Regions from separate parts of the Mus musculus genome. Here region 2 is linked to region 1. The links are chromatin contacts, called in public Hi-C maps. All regions are on one chromosome and are shown on one strand. Each heading gives the region's core, a stretch centred on a gene start, on an enhancer-like site or on the middle of the called end of the contact. The rest is flanking DNA. Distances are from core to core; before and after follow the strand shown. Region 1 has its middle 130 kb from the start of Gnat3. Region 2 has its middle 130 kb from the start of Gnai1.

Region 1 (6,389 bases), core at 3,448-5,947:
CTGCTTCGTATATTCGCCAGCATAAAAGGTTACTTGTGATATTAATCTTACCCATTTTGACAGGTGTAATATGGAATCTCAAATTAATTTTGATTTGCATGTCCTTGATGGTTTAGGATATTCAACATTGAGTGTTTCTCAGACATTTGACATTCCTCTGTTGAGAATTCTCTGTTTTAATTGGATTGTTTTGAGGGATCGTTGTGAATCAGGATTGAGGACAAAGGCAAAAAGGGAGCCTCAGACTTGGAACAACTTATTTATTCATAAGTAGCAACAAATAGCGAGATGGGATCACATTCGTACACACACACACACACACACACACACACACACACACACACACACACTTCACTAACTTCCAGTCTGGCCTGATGTCATAAACTGGCTTGATTGTGGTGTGTCAGGTAAGGTTAGAGATGTGTCCTTCTGCTTTTCGGTTCAGCTGGAGCTCAGTGTGTGGTGCAGGCTTGTTTCATTCAAGGGTGTGTGTCCAGGTTGCTGTACTGGATCTCTTAGCAAGATGGCATCTCTGTGGGACTCTGGGAACGAGTGAGTTGCAGTGGTTAGACTGGGGTATAAGTTACACTTAGTCAATCATAATTAAGGCGTTCACAACTCACTTCATTGGGCATTTACCTTACTTCAACTTTATCATACTCATGCACACACTCTAGGCTTGGTTTCCATGGTTACATTCATCCATGATATCCTTTCCTTGTTGTTTACATCTTACTCCTTACTGGGAGTTTATTTTTTCAGGTCTTTATATATTTTGGATACTAGTTCTCTTACAGATGTGGAGTCGGTTAAAAGCTTTTCCCATTCTATAGACTGCCTCTTTGTCCAAATAATGATGTACTTTGCCTCATAAAATATTTGCAGATTCATGAGGTCCCATTTATTAATTGTTGATCTTAGTGCCTGTGGTATAAGTGCTCTGTTCAGAAAGTCATCTCCTGTGCCAAATGAGTTCAGAAGTATTCTCAACTTTTATCAGGTTCAATGTATCTGGTCTGATATTGAGATCTTTGATCCACTTTGACTTGAGGTGACAGGGTGACAGGTACAGGTCTATTTGCATTCTTCTTTAGGTAGACATCCAGCTTGGCCAGCACCATTTGTTGAAGAGTCTTTATTTTTTATTACAGTGTGTATTTCTGGCTTCGTTATCAAAATTCAAGTGTGCATAGTTGTGTGTATTTATGTTTGGGTCTTCAATTTGATATCATTCATCAACATGTTTTACATGCCAATATCATGCAGTTGTTATTATTATAGCTCTGTAGTACAACTTGAAACTAGAAATGACAAGATCTCCCGTAGTTCTTTTATTATACAGGTTTGTTTTAGCTATCCTAAATATGGATAAGTTGAGAACAGATATGGAGAGAGTGGCAATCTTGTCCCTGATTAGAGTAGAATTGCTCTGAGTTTCTTGCATTTAACTTGGCGTTGGCTATAGGTTTGCTATAACTTGCCTTTCTTATGGTTGTGCATGCCCATTGTAGCTCTAATCTCTCTAAGACTTTAATCATGATGGAATTTAGGATTTTGTCAAAGATATTTTCTGTATCTAATGAAATAGTCCTGTACTTTTTCCCTTTAGTCTATTAAAATGGTAATTTAAACTTACTGATTTTTATATATTGAACCATTTGTGTATGAAGCCTAGTTCTTCATGGCGGATGATATTTTTGACGTGTTCTTGGATTTGGTTTGCAAATATTTTACTGAGTATTTTTGCTTCTATGTTCATAAGGGAAATTGGTCTGTAATTGTCTTTTGTTGTCAAGTCTTTCTGTGATTTGTGCATCAGGGTAACTGTGGCCTCATAAAATGAATTGGGCAATGTTACTTCTGTTTCTAATTTGTGGAATAATTTGAGAAACATTGGCACTAACTCTTCTTTGAAAGTCTGCTAAAATTCTGCTCTAAAATCATCTGGCCTTAGTCTTTTATTTATTTAAAGTCTTTTAATGACTGCTTCTATTTCACTAGGGGATACAGGGCGATTTAAATTGTTTATTTGACCTTCTTTTAACTTTGGTAATTGCTACCTATAGAGAAAATTATTAATTTCTTTTAGAGTTTTCAATTTGGTAGAGTACATGGCTTTAAAGTATGCCCTTACATTCTCTGGATTTTCTCAGTGTCTGTTATTATGTCACCTTCTTTGTTTCTGGTTTTGTTAATTTGTTCATTGTCTCTCTACCTTTTAATTGGGCAAGGGTTTGTCTTTTCTGTTGATTTTGCCAAAAAGCCAACTCTTTGTTTCATTGATTCTTTGTATTATTGTCTTCATTTCTATTTCATTGATTTTAGCCCTTAGTTTTATAAAACCTTGTTTTGTACTGGGCAGAGGATCATAGAGCAAAGGGCAATAGCAACAGGTTTCCTGCTACAGAGCTGGAAATGATACTGAGGGAATTTGATCTCAGAAGCAGTAGGAGAGGTTGCCTGCTAGTTGCCTTGGGAGGAGCAGCCTTGTTGTTAGCAGGAAGTGCCCTCTGGGCTTGGGGTCTGGGACAAAGCAACAAGCAGAGTTAGGAAGGCTAGAGGGGGAGGAGCTGTGGTACGCAAGGGAGACAGAATGGGGGACAGGGTCAGGGAAGGCTGCTGAGGGAATACTGCTGCAGAGCTGAGAATGAGACAGGATTAGGTCTGTGAGACCAAGGAAGAAGAAAGGTGCTGAGAGCCGTCTACCTGATTTTCTGGCAGTTATGGCCTTATGTTAACAAGGGGTGCCTGCTGGTTAGGGGGCTCAGATTAAATGGCTGAGCTGAGGGAGGGAAGTTAAGAAGGGATGGACTGTGGGGTCCAAGGAAACATAGGCAGTAGGAAAGGACAGATACACAAGGTGGTCTTTTGTGAAGCTGAGTATGAGACTCAGAGATTGGACTTGCTGGGGGGAAAGAAGTGGTGAGGGTCTTCAGCCTACTTGTTTCCCTGTTCTGCTTAGCTGGTGTATTTCCCATGAAGGCCTGCTGGTGCTGGAGGCTGAAATACTGGACTGAGTTGGGGGGAATGTTTGGGGCAGAGGATCTTTGAGATCCCTAGGGGATGGGGTCAGATAGGAAAGAGACTATAGTAGTCTTTCTGCTACAGAGCTGAGGGGGAATTGGGTTTCAGGAACAGTAGAAGAGGTGTAGGTTCCCCAAATGTTTTTGGATGATTATTTAATCTTTAGTATAAAACAAATATTAAGTTTTTATTGGGAGCAGGTACAAAAGCAAAACAAAACAAAACAAAATAACAAAAAACAAAAACAAAAACCAACCCACAGAGTACATTATTTTTAAAATTAGGTGCAGGCACCAGAAGGAGTGGATAAGGGTGGTATCCAGATACTGTGAAAACATTAATATAAACCAGGTCTAAGCCACACATCAACATGGGTGTTTAGATGAGTTTTGTCATCTAAGCTTAGCTTCCTAATAGCTAAAATGAGGATATTTGTTCTATTTAAAACCATTGCAAATTAAAAATTAAACCTCTTTCACAATGCATGGGGTACTTTCTGGTGGTAAAATTATTTAGCATTATTCTTAAAATTATTTAGATGATTATTCATTTTAAGTTCCTTCCTATTAATAAAATAATACTATATGGAAAATAATTAACTCACATCTCATATAACAATGAACAAATAAAAAAACCTTAGAAGACCATTTAATTTCATCCACTAGGAATCTCACACATGATATCTCATAGAGAAATTAAGAAAAATTAAAATATGAAAATCCCCATACCATTATAATGAGCGTAACTCTGAATCTTTGGGGAGTTCTCTGGATGCAGAACATACATACATATACTGTGTGCATAATTCCTTTTCATTTTTATCATTGTTACTTTTATGGCTTTAATTTTATTAACACCCAGTGTGTATGAACTGTAGTTTAAACCACATTGTCTCCGCTGGAAATGGCAGAAGCTGACCATCCTGTATCTTTTGCGTGAGAGATTTAGACACAAATGACCAGTTTTCAGAAGGTGGAGAAGGACAAAAATGCAAAGTAAATCCATGAGTGCTTGGTTGAAATTAGGTGGAGCCGACTTAGACGTTCAAAAGGAGATGCTAACTCGATGGAAAATTCTTTTCTGGTCCTGCCCCACTGTTAGGTTGATTTAAATAGTGAGTTTTTAAAGAGCCCTGTAATCTAACTGCCAGAAAGATAACGCATTGGGGGCAATTTAAAGGGAGAAGGGATTATCTTTCGTATGGTTTCAAGTATAGCACACCCTGGTGGAGAGAATACGGTAGAGTTCATAGCAGAGGGAACCTTTGGCAGGGTTTCCTAATAGTGTGGGCTCAGGAAGCACAAAACTCAGGTCAGAACCAGAAACAGTTCGTTCAGGTCCCAGCCCCCACAACTCACACCTGCTAACAAGGCTGCATTCCTTTGTCCTTGACTTTCTAAAACAGCGCCACCAAGTGTTCAAACACATGAGCTGTGAGGGATCTTTCAGACTGGACCAAAGCAAGGACCCATTCAGTCGAGAAATTGTTAATCAAAATAGTTTTCTTCCCCATTCAATACACATGTTACTTTGCTGCAATGCATTTTCATGTGTGTTCAACTAAAAATAGACTGCAGGATGGAGAATGCAGTTATTTTTTTCCCTCAGTATAAGCTGCATCTGTAGTCTGAAGTGCGTCACTTTAATTCTGCCATCTGGTGGTTGAAAATATTGATGCTCTTGCCGTCTGTGAATCTATGTTAATTCGACTTATACATGTACCAATTTACATCTCCAACCAAGATATAATGTGCCATATATGAAATTGGCATACATTTCAGAACTGTGGATTACACATAGAAAATGAATTATGTATCTCATTTCTGCATTTTTCATGCAAAAATCTATGCTGACTCATGTACTATTTGCACATGAATATAATCCTATAAATGGTGTTTTTATTTTATTTTTTTGATGGAGATAGAGTTCTTTATTTCCATTTTGGCATACTCTAAAAATACTTCCTCTGTATTTGATTAAGTATATGTTGTTAGAATGTCATTTAATTGAGAAGTCAGTTTTCATATAAATTACTAATTTGGGCTAATTTTGTATTAAGAATAGACCATTAACAAAAAAATACTATATGTAAAATGAAAGACCAAATCTAGTGTCATGGGCCTGTAGTTCCAGTGATGGGTGGGTGAGACAGAAGGATTATCAGATACAGAATCTGGCTTGGCTCCAGTAAATAAAAGACAAGTCTGGATAGCATCATGAGATTGTTTCAAAATTAAAAAAAATAAAAAAGTAAAGAGAGGACTGGGATGTAGATCAAAGCCAGGAGACTTTCCTAGCACACACAGGATGTAGGTTCAATTCAAATACTGAGGGGAAAAGATGAATAATTATGACTTTAAGTTTTATGGCTTGGAGTGTAGCATACCCACCCACCCTCACACACACGCACACACACACACACACACACACACACAGAGAGAGAGAGAGAGAGAGAGAGAGAGAGAGAGAGAGAGAGAGAGAGAGAGAAACAGGGAGACAGGGAGACAGGGAGACAGGGAGAAAGAGAAGAGAGAGAGAGAAGGAGGGCTGGGGAAGGGAAGCAAAGCCACATTTATTCAATGATTTCAGCCTTTATTCCTTCAGTTTGCAATCCATGGTTTATTGTTCACCTTGCATATTAGGAAAAGTACGGAAACATAGCAGGTGTAAGTGTAGTAGGAACATGAGAGACTAAAGCTTACAGGCATACGTAAATAGAACTTGGCCCTTCTCCTCAACTCAATTTCTAGGTCCTGACCATATTGTTATTGAAGCATTTTGCTGTCACTGGTTCCCAGAACACCCCAGTGGCTCCCAAGAGGGCTTTTCACAACTGCAGGGGTGAACTTCTCAGCCATGTGCTCACTCGCCTGGCTTGTTTCATTGCGGAAACTCTGCTGCTTATGCAAGAAGAAAGAAAGACTCAGGATGAATATAAATATTTTTCAATACTGGCTGAAGCTTTTGTTTTTGTTATTGTTTCTTTTGGAGTATGTGAGTTATTTTTTCTATCACAGAAGATTTAACAAATTAAATAACACTTCAGGATGGTTTTCTTGGATGAACTGATGTCATGCAGTGGTTAGTATCTTAGAAGACTCATCTACAGTGGGATAGTGACTTCACCTGCTCTCCTTCCCCTGTAACCTCTGGCTATTCATTCACATTTTTATCACTAAAGGTTCTAAAAGTTTAACAGCTGAAGATATACATTTTGTCAGTATTCATGAGTTAACTTTGTATTCTTTCATTGATTCTGGTGCTCCATATATAGAGGAAACAATAGTGAGTAGAGGAAGATAACATTGTTTGAGACAAGAAAAAAAATCCTCCTCAAAGTCTCCACTTATAAGGGAGCTTGAAGT
Region 2 (5,847 bases), core at 474-2,973, 140 kb before region 1:
GATAGATTTCAGGGTCACAGCAGACATCTATTTGCAATCCAGTGCACTTGTTTTTAATCTGATTTCTAAGTCTCACATGTGTACTGTCTATGTGACTTCTGGAAAGCATTTTTAAGGTTTCCTTTCTGAATTTCAACTTTCTTAGTTCTAATACAAAAGCCTTATTGCAATATGAACAAAAATTCATTTCTGATGAATGTTACCTGGTGATATTTCATCTATGGCCTATGTTTTCATACATATTAAAGGGCTATTTCAGGACAAAATCAATTATTATGTTAAATTTAAAATGACAAAATTGTCCTGAATTATGTAAGGTCACCCAACATTATGAATTTAAAAGTTCAAACTAAAGGTTGGAGAGATGGTTCAACAGTTAAAAGCATGGATGTCTTTTGCACAGGACTAGATTTCAGCTCCCAGAATCTTAAGGTGGTTCACAGATGCCTATAATAGCTTAAGAGAACCTGACATGCTTTTCTGGTCTCTGCAGATGCCTACACTCATGTGGTATGTACTGCAGCCCCATGCTCACATGCAAACACGTAATTAAACGTTCAAAATAGACATTAAAAACATTCAAGCTAGCCCGAGCTGATGGATCTCTATTCTTCCTGAAGGCTGAGGTAGGAGGGTCACAAGCTAGGATTTTAAGCCAGAATAGTCTACATTGTGAAAAGGTTTTCTGAAGAAGAGAAAGGAAAAGGGAGTTGGAGAGAAACCTGGGAAGAAAGAACTTCAAGGAAGGCTGTGGCTAGAATTCAATAGTGAGAGAGGGTGGGAGAAGTTTGTGTGGAGGGATTCACAGTAGAAGAGAGTTCTCTCAGCTGCTGGTGACTTGAAGATGAGAGAAGTATCTGTTGGAAACAAGAAGAACAAATAAATTTCAGCAAAAATCATATCAGTTGTGGCAATGACTCTGAACTTTGATACTTACAGTTTTAACCAACACTTTGATGCCAGTCCACTGTGATTCTAAGGAAAGGTTCTAATCCTGCTGGGCTGGGCTTTTGATGTACTGAAAGAAAAAGACAATATCTGGTGTGGTTAAGTGTTCTGGGGTTGTGGCTATTTGTTATATCAGTGATAGAAAGCTTATCCACAAATAGTATAGCAAGAATTTTGTAGGGGTTCCAAGCATAAACAGATCACACCTATTTCATTTCCCAAATATAGCATTGACTAAGATTACCCACGAGACAAATGTAAAATTTTATGTTATTCATGATAGTATAGAATTCGATGAGGTGACTTGATGTGTAGCTGCATCTAATATTTTAATCCATAGATAAATTCATGTTTCCTGTTATGAATAGGTCACAGACATTTCTATAGAAGAAAAGGTGGGTTAGATAAGTCATCCTTGCCAAAGACTGGAGAGATTAAGATGACTATTTCAACTAAAAATGTGGAAAGGACTTACCTTTCAGAGCAAAGAACCTGACAGAGATTAAATTTCTTTTACAGAGTTTTCAGGAGTAACAATTTGATATTTTTCAGCACCATAGAATCCTGGGACAAGTGCACTATAGCTTCCTGAATATAACCCTCCTCTTCACACTGACTTTCACGTGCCCAGAGTTTTTTCATTCAATTCCCCATTGAGGTGTACCTCTCACTAGCTCTGGATGCTCATTTGGCTGCCAGCTGCCTTCATATCCTGTTCTGTTGTCCTTTGGGATTATGCTGTTGTCTTGGAAACCTGGTGCCATATTCTCTATGCCTCTGCAGAGGAACCCTTGTAAAGCATGCACAGCAGTCATGCTAGGTAGATTCTTAGGAGATAGAAACATAGCAAGATTCTCTTTCCTTCCTTGCCAAATGCCTCCATGAAATTCAAATTCTCCTTTATTGAATTTGAGAATTCCAAAACTTCAGCCAGTTGGGACAACCTATAATTGTAAGGGACAAATGAAACACAAATCAAGTTTGACACCTGCAACTGTTTTTTTTTTTTTCCTAAAGCTTGTTTATATGTCCCTTGTAATTTAATCATGACTGGTATCCATGCTGCCCCCAAACTATTGATGGCATAATCTTACGGTTGATAAGACGACAACAAAAAAAAATCTGTACTGCTTCCTGGTGAGCATGACTTTCCCGTTCTATGCCAGAAGAAATCTGACCAAGTATGATGTAGTGTAGACTGATGCCAGTAGTGGAGACTTTAGGCCGATTAAGGAAATGTGTAGGTGGCAGCTCTCGGCAGAGGGTGCCAAAGAAGGAGCACACACAGCAGAGACAGCTCATAAATCACAGACGTAAATAGTCACTGACTTTAAATCTAATCTTGGCTCTAGCAGTACTACTATTTTATGCCTCACTTTCTAAAGCAATTAAAATTGTGACAATTACAAGGCATCGCAGTTGGCTATTTTTACTATCAGGGTAAGGGCAGGCAATCATCTTGGAATCACTGGATTCCAAACCCAGGATGTGGGAAGGAAGTGCTAATAGGACTGAGTCCTCTTAGTTTCATTGATATACATGTACACATACATATATGCACATACAATGCATACATACATACAGATGCAAATACATACGTCATACACAATCATCTCATTGACTTTCATAAAAAGATTATACATATATCAAGTGCAATGGCCAAGTCGGAACTGTTTGTGGGAATTGATGTTTATTGGAAAAGTTTATATGTTCTTGTAGTACTTTCACTTACAAAAAAAAATTGAAAAGATGTAAAACCTTTTATAGATTACATTTCTTTGTTTCATTCTTCTCATCCAAAAACATGAAGACAATAATAAAAAAATTTATAGGATTTTTGAATATCAAATTAGCAACCTTCTTTTATGTTCGTTTCACTACACATTTCGACAGACAGACAGACAGACAGACAGACAGACAGACAGACACACACACACACACTACGCACTGCTTAGAATAGTTCCAAACACATAAAATAATATGAGACAATTATACTTTAAAACTATTTAAATTGAAGGCGTTTTTCATAAGTAGTACTTAAAAACTACATGCATTTTTCTGTTTGTGAAATGTTCTAATAGTTTATAAGACTAAATTAGTCATAAACTGAGCCATGGAGAATTATATCCAGCTGTAGATATTAAAATGTTACCATTGTGACTAGATCATGTATTTTCAGTTTCCAACTAGGATTCTTTTTATTGTATGATTGGGTAGCTATACGAATCCCAGTAAAAATATTTTCAATTTTTCATCTTTTGTATAAAAGACTTACTCCAAATAACAAACAAAAAATTATTTTCAAAATAGAATAAGCTGATTTGATTTGATTTGATTTGATTTGGTTTGGTTTGAAAAGGATTCATTCTTCATTGCTAACATTTTTGAGGAAATAAAAGTAAATATCTATTTCTGTGGTCTGAGATTCTGACTCAGAATATTTATTTTTCAGATTACGGTTGGACGCTCTGGCAAGTGGTTTTCAATGACAAGTGTTTGCTTTTCTCCAACTCAGAGTGAGGACTCCTTTGAGCAGCAGGATTTATTTTGTCTCAGAAAAGCAGTGACTAGGCTGACCTTTGCAAAATGCTCCAAAATTGATTGCAAGAAAACAGAAGCTTCAATGAAATAGACTTTCGAAGGTAAGAAGAAATATACAAAACTCAGATAAAGCATAGCAAGTTGGACATTGAAGGCCCAAAAGCTCACATGTTGTTCCAGAAAACATACCAGGAAATAAATAGAAATGAAATAGGACACTGTTTAGCTTGCAAAAATGCCAGTTTTAGACATATTCTATAACATTTTACGTAAGTAGCAGAGATCACATTTTAATTATGGAAATATGCACAATAAGTGTCAGAGTAGCTGCTCATTTCGGTGTGGTAGCACATACCAGCCTAGGCTACACAGTAAATTCAATTTCAGTCAGGGGTAAAGATAGTGGACTCAATAACACACATACATACACACACACACACACACACACACACACACACACACACACACACACACAAGCACACAGATGCTTACCACTCACCACTACTAATTTGAGATTTTCATTCCTGACGGGATGTTTCTAGATTAGAAGATGCATCAGGCATCTGTAGACAGAGGTTCCAGATTATCTCTTGATTGGGTCAATAAAGAAGGCAGAAGCCAATTGCTGGACAAAGGATAAGGCGGGATTTCAGGGCCATCCAGGAAGAGGAGGGGACGTGGAGGATTGGGGAGCTGTACCAGGCTGTAGAGCAGAGAGGAAGCACACACATGTGAGTCTCAGGGACCGATAGTTTGTGGCCTCTGTCAGGTAGAGGCCAAGGAGGATGGGAAGGATGCTTTCCTCCAAGCCTTTGAGTTATCTGGTCAGTTCTCAAATATAAAAGTCTCTAGTGTTTTCCTAGTGTAGCTTCTGATATTCCTAGGAGACAATCTTCCAGAAAATTCAACTCTGTTTCTCTTTAATCCTACAGTCTTTACCTCTTCCACAATGATCTCAGGCTTAGGAGCAGGAATTGTGTTGCAGATGTTATCAGCTGGAAATGGGCTCCACAACTCTCCATTTTGATTAGCTGAGGCTGGGTAAAATACTCTCCTCTCTAAGAGAGAGCAACCCAGTTGGTTATCCAATCCAAAAATGTCAGTTCAGAAAGCGAATACATACAAACAACACACACACACACCTGCCTCTGTAGCAAGAACTAATTTTTAAAAAGCTATGAACTTTCAGGAGAGAGAAAGAATGAAGGGGCACATGGGAGGATTTGGAGGACAGAAAGAAAAGGAGTAAATGCAGCAAATATATGGTAATCTCAAAAAAAAAAAGAAAAAAGAAAAGAAAAGAAGAAGAAAAGAAGAGAAAAGGAAAGGAAAGAAAAAAAGAAAGAAAAGGAAAGAAATATTTTAAAAGTTTGCATGAGCTTTTTTAGTCATAGAAAAGATAATCAGGAATGAATGTGTTTCTAAAATATATAGATAAGCTTTTAGGTTAGGGGGCTACAGGAAGACTTGAAATCTACACCATGAAGATGTAATGTATCATGTTCTTGGCTCAGAAGTAATGGCACTTAGGCATCACACAATCGTTTTGCATGTTAAGAGTTTTGTCTAAAGTTTAAGATTTAGAGCCAGATACAAAGCCAAGGAAAATTGCTACTAAAAGGGACTGAAGATATCACAAGGTGATTTTGGATTTTGACCTATGACAACAGTTCATCTCTCCACAATTAGGGTGTTCTATCAGCCATAGTCAAACAGTAGTTAGAATCTTTAATACAGATGTTACTTGATAAAGCCACTGAAATAAGCATGAGTGAGGTTGGGAAAGATTGGGTTGGCTACAGTTTTGCCTAAATCATTACTGTTCCAGTTTCTTACTTCCAAACATTAGGTAAAGTTCCAGTAATACTAAGCATCATAGTTTTGGTCAACTTTAAACGGATATAGACATACCTGTAAGAGGGAATCTCAACTGATCAATTGGCTTCATTAGATTGGCCTATGAGCATGTCTGTGGGCATTAATTTTTTCTTTTCTTATACTTATGCATTTGTTCTTAATATTTTTATTGTTCACTTGAAAATTTCACACATGAACCTACACAGCTCTCACTTCCCAGTACTCTTAAATCCACCCTCTCACCCTTAGGACCCCCCCCCCCCCAAAATAAAGAGAAAGAAAGTTAAAACAAATGATCAACAATAACATCAACAACAAACCAAGATAAACTAAATTATTCCAAAGCAAATCAAACTAACCAGCCAACCAACCAACTAAGGAAGCAAGCAAACAAACAAACAAACAAAAAAACAGGTTCAATTTGTGTTTTCCATATACTCACTGGAGCATGGTCAACCAACCCATGACCAACCCCTTAAAGATAACCAAGTTCTTCCCCAC

What was found. A called contact is a pair of places that touch in the nucleus more often than the background predicts.
Region 2: a contact with region 1 is called in a Hi-C map of cortical neurons, with 3 times the contacts expected there. The contact joins two enhancer-like sites. A contact is called at or near these places in 4 of 484 Hi-C or Micro-C datasets (cerebral cortex, cortical neurons and tail fibroblasts).

Annotation. Positions count from the first base shown.
Region 1 is chr5:18,086,274-18,092,662 of GRCm38.p6, reverse strand. No RefSeq gene overlaps it. Among named protein-coding and RNA genes, the nearest start is that of Gnat3, 130 kb to the right of the region's middle. Within about 2 kb of position 4,697, at least 29 of the 459 cell types and tissues checked have an H3K27ac peak or open chromatin away from gene starts, as enhancers often do. A contact at or near this core is called in cortical neurons, where this site is marked.
Region 2 is chr5:18,225,422-18,231,268 of GRCm38.p6, reverse strand. No RefSeq gene overlaps it. Among named protein-coding and RNA genes, the nearest start is that of Gnai1, 130 kb to the left of the region's middle. Within about 2 kb of position 1,723, at least 6 of the 459 cell types and tissues checked have an H3K27ac peak or open chromatin away from gene starts, as enhancers often do. A contact at or near this core is called in cortical neurons, where this site is marked.